Regions from separate parts of the Mus musculus genome. Here all the other regions are linked to region 1. Evidence: chromatin contacts called from public promoter capture Hi-C data. All regions are on one chromosome and are shown on one strand. The core of a region is the stretch at or near the end of the contact, and the rest is flanking DNA. Distances in the headings are between cores, read along the strand shown. Region 1 holds the start of Crybg1 (crystallin beta-gamma domain containing 1). Region 2 holds the start of Bves (blood vessel epicardial substance). Region 3 holds the start of Popdc3 (popeye domain containing 3).

Evidence for each region. Promoter capture Hi-C pulls out the DNA fragments that hold promoters and counts their contacts.
Region 2: a promoter capture Hi-C map of hippocampal neurons shows a contact between it and region 1, with 5 times the contacts expected there. The contact joins the promoter of Bves here to the promoter of Crybg1 in region 1. A contact is called at or near these places in 2 of 39 promoter capture datasets (hippocampal neurons and pre-B cells) and 1 of 9 other capture datasets (liver).
Region 3: a contact with region 1 is called in a promoter capture Hi-C map of hippocampal neurons, with 4 times the contacts expected there. The contact joins the promoter of Popdc3 here to the promoter of Crybg1 in region 1. A contact is called at or near these places in 4 of 39 promoter capture datasets (hippocampal neurons, liver, pre-B cells and 1 more), 1 of 484 Hi-C or Micro-C datasets (embryonic stem cells), 1 of 115 datasets of contacts at active chromatin or transcription factors (embryonic stem cells) and 2 of 9 other capture datasets (adipose tissue and liver).

Annotation. Positions count from the first base shown.
Region 1 is chr10:44,147,039-44,150,811 of GRCm38.p6, forward strand. It overlaps Crybg1 (crystallin beta-gamma domain containing 1), which reads right to left and starts at 1,790. Exons shown (of 22, transcript NM_001368305.1): 1 at 1,555-1,790. The coding sequence starts at 1,721.
Region 2 is chr10:45,334,077-45,337,849 of GRCm38.p6, forward strand. It overlaps Bves (blood vessel epicardial substance), which reads left to right and starts at 1,659. Exons shown (of 8, transcript NM_024285.3): 1 at 1,659-1,805.
Region 3 is chr10:45,287,501-45,291,273 of GRCm38.p6, forward strand. Popdc3 (popeye domain containing 3) reads left to right here and starts at 1,805. Exons shown (of 4, transcript NM_024286.1): 1 at 1,805-2,075. Gm15934 (predicted gene 15934) reads right to left here and starts at 1,916. Exons shown (of 2, transcript NR_155869.1): 1 at 1,723-1,916; 2 at 1-133.

The DNA.
Region 1 (3,773 bases), core at 540-3,039:
AGGGGGGTGGGCAGTAGAGAGGTTTTATTTTGTTTTCTCATACCATCAACTTCCACATCTCAAGCAAACATTGAAAATACCAGAGAGGGAAGAGATTGCTCAGTGGTAAAGGATGTAGAGAACCCACATTCTTTATGCTGAACCTCTGAATCTGGCAGCTTAGAACAGCCTGTAACAGCAGTTCCAAAGGACCTGATGTCCTAGGGTGTCTGTGCAATGCGCACGTGCACACACACACACACACACACAGACAGACACACACACACACCATTAAAAGTAAATACTAAATTTAAAAATAGAGAGAAAATACTAGTGAAAAATACTGTATCTGTATTGTCTATACAACTATTTTTCCTTGACATTATTTCCTAAGTAAGATATTTCACCACCACGTATACAGCACTTATAGCATATTCGGTATTAAGAATGTTCTAGAGATGATGAGGGATGGGGAAGGAAGCTGTGATGGCAACACAGCCTGAATTCCCAGTGCCCGGAAGGCTGTGGAATGAGGGTGAAGGTTCCGTTGGGTCTGGGCTAAACCTGGGACTCTAAGTGATAATGAAAACAACAACAATAAAGTCTGTGCTAGGACCTGGGCGCAGTGGAAGCTGCACTGATCATCTGGCCGTCTGCTTTGAACTTCTAGAACTTCCTCCCAGGTGGAGTGAAATGCTTGTAAAGATGCCCAGACTAGAAAAATATCCCAAGGGCTGGCAAGTACATTTGTTTCCAGAGCTTTTGTTAACACAGAGTTCCTCGGAGTTCTGAAGGACAGAATGAAGTGTTTCCTGATGGCCTAAAACACAGAAAGGTTCGAGAAGGAAAATCTACTTGTCACTTTGGTATCAGTTTGTTTTCTCTTGAATAAAATACCAAGAGTCGTGTGTTATTACATTTTGATAGACAGGAAACTAACCATCAATTCTGATAGGATAACTGAAAGTTACACATGCACAATAAAACCAACACACACACACACACACACACACACACAATCTATGTATAATTTAAAACAGGAGCCAAGTTTTTTTCCTTTTGGTGTTGAGACGTGAACCTTGGGACTGTCACAAGCTGGGCCAGCACCCTGTCACTAAGGTACAGTCGCAATCCTTATATTTTAAGAACGAGGTACTCCCTGGTTTGGCTACTCACTGAGTCTCTGGGGGACATTTACCCCAAGGCCACCTTTTCTCTATCCATTTAATAGAGTCAGCTAGCCCCTCTACTTCCTCCTCCTCTGGATCTGTGAGAATAGTGGAGACTAATATCCATGAACATGAGGTACTTTACGATTAAGGCGCTAAAATTAGAGTATTTCCAGAGCTCCAAGGCATTCCTAAAGGCATTCATTTTTGATTCCAACCCTTGGCTGCCCTGCTTTTCTCAGCTGCAGGTGCAGACTTAAGAAAGTCAAAACTAAGGTCCCATGAATGAGACTCTAGAGTACAGGCTGAGGGTCCTGGACCCTGTGGTATAGTTTCGGGGCGGGACGAACTTTGCAAAACCGGCTGAGCCACGGAGCAGGAGGGGATCGGAACACTCAGCGCTTACCTGGTCTCCCCGAAAGCCCCGGGCGGGTGAGGGATAAACACCCCACAGCTGGACGATGGAGACTGCTTCTTCTTGGAGCGCCAGATATGGAAGGTGGGGTGTTTCTTGGGGGCCTTGGACGGGCTGGCCTCCCTGGGGTCGCCCTGCGATGGTGGCGACAACGGCATCTCCTCTTGTGCCTCTTCTGCGGGCTCAGACTCAGTCCTCCCCGGGGCCCAGCGGTGCTGGAAGAACTCACCTGGGCGCTCGCTTGCCTGCCCTATCACGCTCGGCGCCGGACCCCGCCCCCTTGCCCCTGCGAGGGACAGTGGAGGGTTAAAGGACAGCGACTAAGCAAGGCTGGGAGGCGGGAGCTGGCTGGGTCGCTCCACAGTGCCCCCGCGCGGCCAGGTGCAGAGGTCTCGGGAGCCTCGGGTACCACAATCCCGCCCCTCGCCCCCGGATGCGGCGCAGCGCCGCCCCCTACCGGACATGTCGGGAACTGCCCCCCCCCAACCGGAGCCTGGTCCGGTTTCTGTAATAGCAGGGGTGCAGCTGCAGTGGGTCACCCACTGGAGTTCCTTGGCAGCTCTTGGCAATCCGGCTGGCTGGGTGAGTGGCTGCTTAGCCAACCCCATCTGGAGAAGGATGGGAGAGGCACGTCCCCTGTCCAGGCCGCCCAGCAATTAGGACTCCTTCACTCTGGGTGGTTTGGGCAATCACGTGCTGGGCGGTTTGTGATGCTGTTTGTAAGCACGGGAGTGCCAACTTCTCCACTCTCCTCAAGAGTCTGAAGAATTAGTTTGGATTCGCATCCCGTAAAGCATCAAGGGATTAAAAACCACACGGAGAAGGACATTAGCGAAGCTTTGCAGTTCTGAAAGGGCTCAATATACGCCTCACAGTGAATTGAACGTCAGACCCATAAGGTATGCGTCACATCTTTTACTGCTAGTAACTTTCTTTACTTAAGCAGCACTAATATGCAAAGGCAGTGGTATTAAGCGAAGGAAGTTCAGTAACAATCCTTTGGACATCATTAACATACGAAGAGGCTTAAGACCACTGCTCTAAAACGGAATGCCACCACGCTGCAAAGCCTTCTTCTTCGCTTCTTTGCAGATGCAGCTCATGATTTCAATCCTTCACTTACTCATCCAGAGAACATGCATTATTATTCCATTATTTTCTTTACGTTTGTTACAAGATATAGACTACATTGTGGTTAAAGCATACAAATCATGGTGGGCCCAGGAACACATGCCTGTTATTCCAGCACTTGAGAGGCAGAGGCAGACAGATCTCTGTAAGTTTCAGGCCACCCTGGTGGTCTACAGAGTGAGTTCCTGGACAGCCAGAGCTACACAGAGAAACCTTGTCTCAATAAACCAAAACCAAAACAAACCAAAAAACATAACAAAAATGAAACAAAACAACAACAAAAGGAAAGAAAATACCTCCACTCGGTATTAGTGTGTGAAAATTATTTATATTCTTGCTTCTGGCCATTAAAAAATGTGTACTCCTATTGCATGGTATGACTATCCCATAGTCAACTGTGGGTGGACATATAGATTGTTTTCATGTTGGAGTTATTATAAGTAAAGCTGGTGTGGTCCTCAGACATAAGCATTCATTTCTATTGGAGACACACACAGGGGTTCAAACTCAGTAAGAGGATGTGCATATATGCTCAGCACTGGTGAATCCTGCAGGGACAAGGTAACAAATGGTTTTGTAGCATTTTCATGTTTCTTCAAAAGTGTTTAAAAAATTCCAAATTTTAAAAGATCTGTACACACACACACATACACACACACATATATATTATGTTTGTGTATTTATGTGTGTGCGTTTGTTCTATCTGCATGTACACCTGCATGAAGGAAGAGGGACTCAAATCCCATTACAGATGGTTGTGAGCCACCATGTGGTTGCTGGGAATTGAACCCAGGACCTCTGGAAGAGCAGTGGACTGCTCTTAACCGCTGAGCCATCTTGCCATTATCCAGTCCCCAAATTCCAGTTTTTAAATCTATTTTACACCTAATTTGAATCTGAGTCCTTTAGCTGCTTGCTAACTACAAGGAAAATGTTGGCTTTCCAGGTTCCACCTCAGAGAAAAGGAATCCATGTGGTTAAAATTTGGCAGGCTGGAAAGATGGCTCAGTGGTTAAGAGAACTGGCTGCTTTTCCAGAGGGCTTGATCGAAATCCCCATTAATGACATGGTGGCTCAAA
Region 2 (3,773 bases), core at 409-2,908, 1.2 Mb after region 1:
TTATTTTAGTAGCAATCTAGAACAAGAGTGTTCTAAAATTTACTCACTGTTCTGTGGTTAGAATATAGGCTAATTCCAGATCTCATATAATGAGCCATCCCCCAATGAACAAACAGCCACACAGGGAAACCTTTTATTTACAGCGATCCACACCCATACCTCGAATGTATTTAATTGTGGGAGCCAAAATGGCAGACAGAACATCTAGAAATTAACAGACTGAATAGTTAGCGATAAAACACCCAGAATCTGCATTAACACCATTCTAAAACCTTTGCGGGTGTGATGAAATTCAGCTCTCAACACAACCCTAAGGGGCTGGAGACATGGTTCAGTTAGTAAAGTCCTTGCTGCACAAGAATGAAGACAGAAGTTTGATCCCCCAAATCCATGTTAAAAAGTCGGATGTGGAGGTTCAGTTTGTAATCCCAAACTGGTGAGGGTGTGACAGGCAGGTTCCTTGAGGCTCCCTGGTCCGCTAGACTAGCTTAACCGGGAACTTTCAGGTTAATGCGAGACTCACAAGACAAGACTGATGGTCCCTCTGCATGCCCTGGGACATACACTCATGAAGAGAGGAAGAGGGGGAAAGAGGAGAGCGCGTGGGGAGAGCATGGGCATGAAGGTGAGATGGGGGGAGGGAGAGATTTGAGAGCAGGCTCTCTTGAGGTGGAGGAAAGAGGAAAACCGCCACTGTGATCTCCTGCCATCCACCTTCTTTGAGACTTACTTTTCCTGCCCTGCCACTGAAGTTCCCAGGGACTCTCCCCTGTCCCCATGGATACACTGGGATAACAGGTTTTAGGCTGTTGCATCCTGCGTTGTGGAACTGAAAACTCAGGCTTCTCGCTGGTAAGCACTTTACTACTGAGCCAACTCCTCTTTAAAGATTTTAAAGGTTCAATAATGCTGGGACCAAGCCAAGCCATCAACACAGGGGCCTGTGGGGAATGCCCCAGAGCCAACTGGAGCAGACAGATTGCAACTTGGTCTATACTACTTGGCTCTGGAATAGCAGGCGTGCTCTCTACTAGGCAGATTGGACCAATGTGCACCTCGGGGGTACTCTATACGCATCCTGACATAGCGGGGGTTCTGTTTTGATCTTTGATCCCACAGGACTGCGTTCTCTGTCACACAGAGGACACTTGGTGGTTATCGGATGTCCATTTAACCTTTCTATTTGTCCTATAAACTTCATCCCACCGATTTTTCATTACTGTGAACTTTCTTGCATTTCTTATCTGGTCCGGTATACCATGTCCAGTATAAATACTGATTGAAGAATATGTCCATATCCTATTTTTTCTCAATTTCTGGTCCTAAATGTAAGCATTTAACCTCGCTCCTTTGAAATCCAGCCTGCTAGCTTGTAGGTGGGATCTGGCTGGGCTATCAGGTGTCTCGGAGCAACAGCGCCCTCCGAGCCTCGGGCAACTCTCCGAGGGGTCTGTCCTCACTCCCCTGCCCTTTCCAGCGGGGGGCGACCCGCGTCCGCGCGTGTCCCCACTCATGCCCAAACAAGGAAGCGCGGGAGCGGGCGCGCGCACGCGGTGGGCCAGGCAGCGGGTCTGCGGGGAGCGGGGCTCCGCCCGCGGGGGCGACCTCGGGCGGCGCGTGCGCCGTGCGCCCCAGCCGGCCGCCGGGATGCCTATTTTAGTCAAAGCCTCCGCGAACGGGGAGCGGGCCGGGGCCGCGCTGCCTGGGGACCCGCCGCGAGCCCGTCCAGCCACCGCCGCTCGCCGCCGCCGCCGCCGTCGCAAACTTTGCGCGCGCCGCCGCCCCCGGGCCCCGGGACGCGCAAGGTAAGGAGCCAGAGCGCGCGATCGCGCGGGAAAGTTGGGCACGGAGCGGCCGAGCAACTTGCGATGCGCCCGCGTCCCGCGTCGTCCTTGCAGCCGCCCTTCGCCTGCCCGCGCCCCGGTCCCTCGGCGGGACAGCGGGGGGCCGCGGAGCTGTGGACGCTGACACTGCTGTGAGAGCAGGGCGAGCGGGTCCCGGGTGGGGGAGCAGTGGGAGCCACGGGTCCTCGCCACCCGCCCGCGTCCTAGAGAAACGGGTGGCTGCCAGACGGATCCCACAAAACCGTCGCCCCGAGCCGCCCGGAGGTGCGCGGAGAGTCCGGGAAAATATCAGTGAATTGCGCGTCTCCTCAAAAGGTTTTTGCTCATCGCTATTCATCTTCTTCTTTTTTTTTTTTTTTTTTTTTTTTTTTTTTTTTTTTTTTTCTAATTTGGTCAAGGTTTAATGTGCTAGCTTGCTTCCTCGGTCAGGTATGTAGACCTGCAGATGCCTATTTGAAAACCAGTAGATGGGCACGCTTTTACTACAGTGAGTAATTTGGGGAATTAGACGTGGAGGATCTGATGAGAAAGATGACGTTCTGATTTTGACAGTTTACAAATTCATCCAGTAATCTAACCTTCTTCATTAGATCATCATTCATTATTCGTATAAGGGCAGTTCAGTGTAGGCCACTTAAACCTATTAAGAAGTGATTAAGCAGGCCGTTAGACTAAGTCATTGGATAGCGAAAAAAAATTGAACTGATTTATGACAGGTAAGAAGCATTTCACAGCAATATATGTAACTATATATCTACAGCTGCATATAACATTTGCGTATCTTTAATAAGTGTAGCGTAGCAAAGTATGTTCTACAATATGCCTGCATTTAAACCTGGCCATTTAGGGCCGGTGAAAGAGCTCAGGCCGTGAAGGTACATGCCAGCACGCCTGGCAACCTGGGTTGTATCCCCAGGACCCGCGAAGTGGAAGGGGAGAGTCTCCAGCAAGCTGTCCTCTGACTTATGCACCCGTACACCACTGTAGAAATAAACACATGTAATGCATTTTAATAGCTATTAATATTTTCTGGTTTTGAGGAAAATAATAGTTTTCCTTGCCAATTTCCTTTGACCAGAAATGTAAGCTTTTAATGCCACTTCTAAAACCTAAAAGTGAACTATAGCAGATTAGGAGGTAGCATAGGCGAAATATGAGGGGGTGTTTGTGTCGATTAATTTAGTACAAAAATCTGCTTTTGAACATCACAACCCGACTGAGTTTTTTTGTTGTTGTTGTTTTGTTTTGTTTTTAGGGGTTTTCTGTGTAGCCCTGACTCTCTCTGTAGACCAGGCTGGCCTCAAAACTCAGAAATATATCTGCCTCTGCCTCCTAAGTGCTGGGATTAAAGGCGTGTGCCACCACTGCCCAGTTTCGACTGAGTTTTTAAGACCCTGTAGTAAAGCTGTCTCTAGTCCTAGGGGCAGGGATGGGGTTGGGGCTGGGGTTGGGATTGAGGCACAGATTAAAAAGAGAGGCAACATTGGCTGGCTTGTGGTATAGAAGCTGATCAAATGCAGGAAAGTATGATTGAAAAATGATTTTTACATATGTGTTATGTTTCAGGCTCATCTCCTTAGGCTCTTCCCCAGTGACATTATCTATAGGGTCTTGGGAGTGTACGGATTATCCCTGCCTCCCACAGGACATTGGGTAGCCATGGCAACAGGAGGCAGGCGTGACACTCACACTCATTTTAGGGTTCTTGGAACCAGCCCATCGTGATAAGCTTGTATTTTTATTAAGATGTTTGGAAGGTAGTTGGACTCTTATTTTTTTCTTTTTGTAGAAAATCAATATTTAAGTCAACTTTAAGTCAACTGTTATTATTTGTGAGCTGTTTAGGGTGGGTATGTGTTTAGGTGGTGGAGTGCTCTCTTGTCCCCTTTAAAGCCCCATGTGTGAGTGTGTGATCAGCACCACAAAACA
Region 3 (3,773 bases), core at 555-3,054, 1.1 Mb after region 1:
GCAAATTCCAAAGTGGTGAGTGGGAACAAAGGCCGGGAAGTCAAATGGTTTCCAGCCGTCCATGGTACAGAAACTGGGATGCTTGGCCTTTGTTCTTGTCATCTCTAGTCTTGGTTTCGTGGTCGTTCTGAGGCTTAAAACGGATTCCGATTACTCAATAAATAATGTTTGTCATGGGGACCAAAAAGATGGCCCAGATTGGCCCAGATGGCCAAGCTTGATGATCCACGTTGGATCCGCAGAACCCATGAAAAGGTGGAATAAGAGGAACCTCTTACACAAAGTTGTCCTCTGTCCTCCAGTCCCCTCTGCACAGCAGACACATAAACAGTGATAATACATGTTTTTAAAACTAGAAAAATGAGCTGAGTGTGATGTACACTCCTTGAATCCCAGCACTGGGGAGGCAGAGGCAGAGGCAGAGGCAGAGGCAGAGGCAGAGGCAGAGGCAGAGGCAGAGGCAGAGGCAGAGGCAGAGGCAGAGGCAGAGGCAGAGGCAGAGGCAGAGGCAGAGGCAGAGGCAGAGGCAGAGGCAGAGGCAGAGGCAGAGGCAGAGGCAGAGGCAGAGGCAGAGGCAGAGGCAGAGGCAGAGGCAGAGGCAGAGGCAGAGGCAGAGAGGCAGAGGCAGAGAGGCAGAGGCAGGTGGATCCCTTTGAGTTTGTGGCCAGTCTAAACCATATAGTGAGTTTCAGAACAGCCAGGGCTGTGTGGAGGGACCCAGTCTCAAAACAAGAAAGCAAGCAAACAAACAAACAAACAAAGTAACTACTAAATCAATCAAACAAACAAACAAATAAACAAATTAACTAACTAATAAAATAAATTACCTAATAAAACAAATAAAAAACACGAGAAAAAAAAATGTCCTTCTTGGAGTCATCTCTACCAGAATGGTTATATAAAATGAAAATCAGCAAAAAGGATGGCACTGAAATCTTTAAGTTGTGTGTCTCATTTTTCCTCCTTTGGTCAGGTCCAAAGGAAACTCAGAGTTAACTGCGGTGCTATTAGCATATCAAAGCACTGTCTCCACCTTGCAAGTACCTGCTAGCATCCTGGCTAGTCTCAGCTCTTCTCACCCCACCCTCCACCCTAAACTTCTTTACCCCTGCTTTCCTTCGCCCAGCTGCGTGTTCCTACAGGATCCTGACATTTTGGTCGTTCCTTCTCTTGGCTTTTAGCTCTCCGCGATCTTTATCTACGTCTTCTCTGTCTTCTCTTCTTCTCTTCCTCACCCCCACCCCATGTGCCACCTTCGCATGGCCTGGTTCAGTCTGTGGCTCATATTCAGTGTTCTACAAACTCTCCCTGTTCTAGACTCTTTCAGATGCCTCGGGCTATACTCCCGCTAGTATCTACAGTAAAAACCTCCTCAAACACGACTTGGAAAGGTCATGCCCGTATTTATTCACAGTTACCACGTAGTTTGGTCTACTGAAGAAAATAAAAACCTCATAGAGGCAAAAATGCATGTGACACTTGCTTTAAATTGCCCCTCCCCCCCTTTTTCCTATTATTTGAACTTATGTGGCATTTGTGTTTTGTCTTTTATGATCTATGTCCTTTATCTTTTTTTTCCCCCTTTAACCAACCTATTTACTCACAAATAAACACTGCCCCTTTTCTGCCCAGTACACATATATATCCCACACCTCTCTGGTGATTTTTCTTGTCTGTGGCCGGGTGAGAAGGCAGATAGTTGCTTCCCGTGCTGGTGCTCACCTCCATCACTCTCCACCAAGGGTAGCCCAGGGTCTGGGCCGAAGACTGGTTACCATGAGTCTTTACCAACTTAGAGCCTCGCGAGTTCCGCACCCTGCTGGCACCCGCTGGCTGCCCGCCTGCCTCGGAGCGCGCGCCCGAGCCCGTCCCCGCCGCTGGGAGCGGCTCTGATCGGCTGCGCCCTGCTTGAGCGGGCGCGGGAGGACGCGTCCGGGATCCCGGCGGGTGCGGGCGGGCAGCGGGGCGAGAGCGGTTCGGACCGTGGGTTTTCGAGTCACCAGAGCCGCCTGCCACTGCTCACTCGGCTGGAAAGTTCTACGGGCTCCATCGGGAGCGTCGTGAAGGCCGGGAAGGTAAGCTGAGAGCCGCGCGGGAGTGGCAGCCCAGCAACTTCGCAGGGCTGCCCGGACCGGGAACGGGGAAAGGCTCAGACCCCCGTTGCGCGTCCCCTCTGTGCGCGCCCTGGAGCCCGGTGCGCGCCGCGTGGCTTGCAGCTCCCCTAGGGATCGCGGGAGAGCGAGCGGTCCTCCCCCCAACGAAGCTGCCAGACCAGTGCTCCAGAACCTTCGCGGCGCCCTAGGCACCTGGTGCCCCAAGGAAAATATTTCGAGAGGAAAAGCAGATCCTGGGGCCCTGGCAGGTGTGCGTTTCACCATGGGCGAGTCATGCCCTGTAACACTTTCCTTTCCAAGACTAAGACCCCAACTGGGGTCTGTGCAGTTAGGGCGTGTGGTAGGTGCTGGGGTCAAAGGGCAGCTAGACTCTGACCTGCTTTCTGTACTTGGAGATCCCCTTGCCAGAGAAAGAACGACATTTATACACCCCACATGTCATCTCATCATCAAGATTGGTTTTAGCGGTTTAGTTTTGAGAGTCTGTATTGTAGGAAAGGATCAAAGACAGTGTCAAAATGCAGTACAAAGATCGAGGGGGAGAAATTTCAGCCAGGTAACATCTGGGGAAAGTGAAAAAGAAAAAAAGAAAAAGAAAAAAATACTAAAAGGATAAACATTTAATAAATTAATGGAAAGTAGGTTTAGAATCCCACTTTTAAAAGAAAATTGAATCAAAAATAACAAAATTACCCACCCTCCTGATGTTTCTGTTTCAATTTGCACGCTTGCAAAAGTGCAATTAAACTTAGTGACAGCCTTGGAAAAAGTATTATTGGTGCCTGTTGTTGTTGCCTTTTGTGACTATTTTGTTTCCCTGCTCATTTTTTAATTCTAAAATCTATTGCACGAAATATTTATTCTAAGCTAGTACAGTAATTAGGTGTTGTCCTTCATGGTAGAAAACAACAGCAACAGAGCTATAGACACAAACAAAAAAAATGGACCTCAGTTTCCCCATTTGCAAAAATAAAGGGATTAATTGGTTCCAGTTTCCAAATAACCCGAGGTTCTTCTGTCCTGGAAAATCTGTGTGTGGTCTTCAATAGTTTGAGATACTAAGCCAAACTGAAATCTAAAGCATTCTCTGTTGTCAAAACTTTATGGTTAAACAGGAGGCATTCAATAGTTAAGCTTATTAATCCAATTAGTTTTTCAAAATAGCTGAATCATTGTGTAGCCTGTGCTTGAGAATGCTTTCGTTCGTTCTATGCTGTTGATGTCACAGGAAGCCAAGATCCCAGAGTACAATCTTCAAGGCTCACGTGGACAGCTACAGCCCCTCTGTCTGCTCTTTCTGACCAGGAGAATCTGGAAGCATTCGCTATGATGTGTAACAAAGCAGATTTCAAAACTGCTTTGGAAAATGTCTATGATGGATATGCAAACCTGTTGAGGGTTTTTTTTTTTTTTTTTGTAATTATACTGTTCAGCTAGGGTTATGAGTGATACAGAGTTTGATTGAATTTACCTGTGGAAAAGAGGAACATATTAAATTACTAATTACATTTTTTAAAGGAAAGAGGGAAAAATCCTCCTTTATCTAAGTATAGAAATTGGGTAAAATATGTTAATGGAAAAATTATTATTGGTATTAACTAAAATAAATAACTAGAACTTGATGGATTAAATCACCTGGAGTACAACCATGGAGAGTCC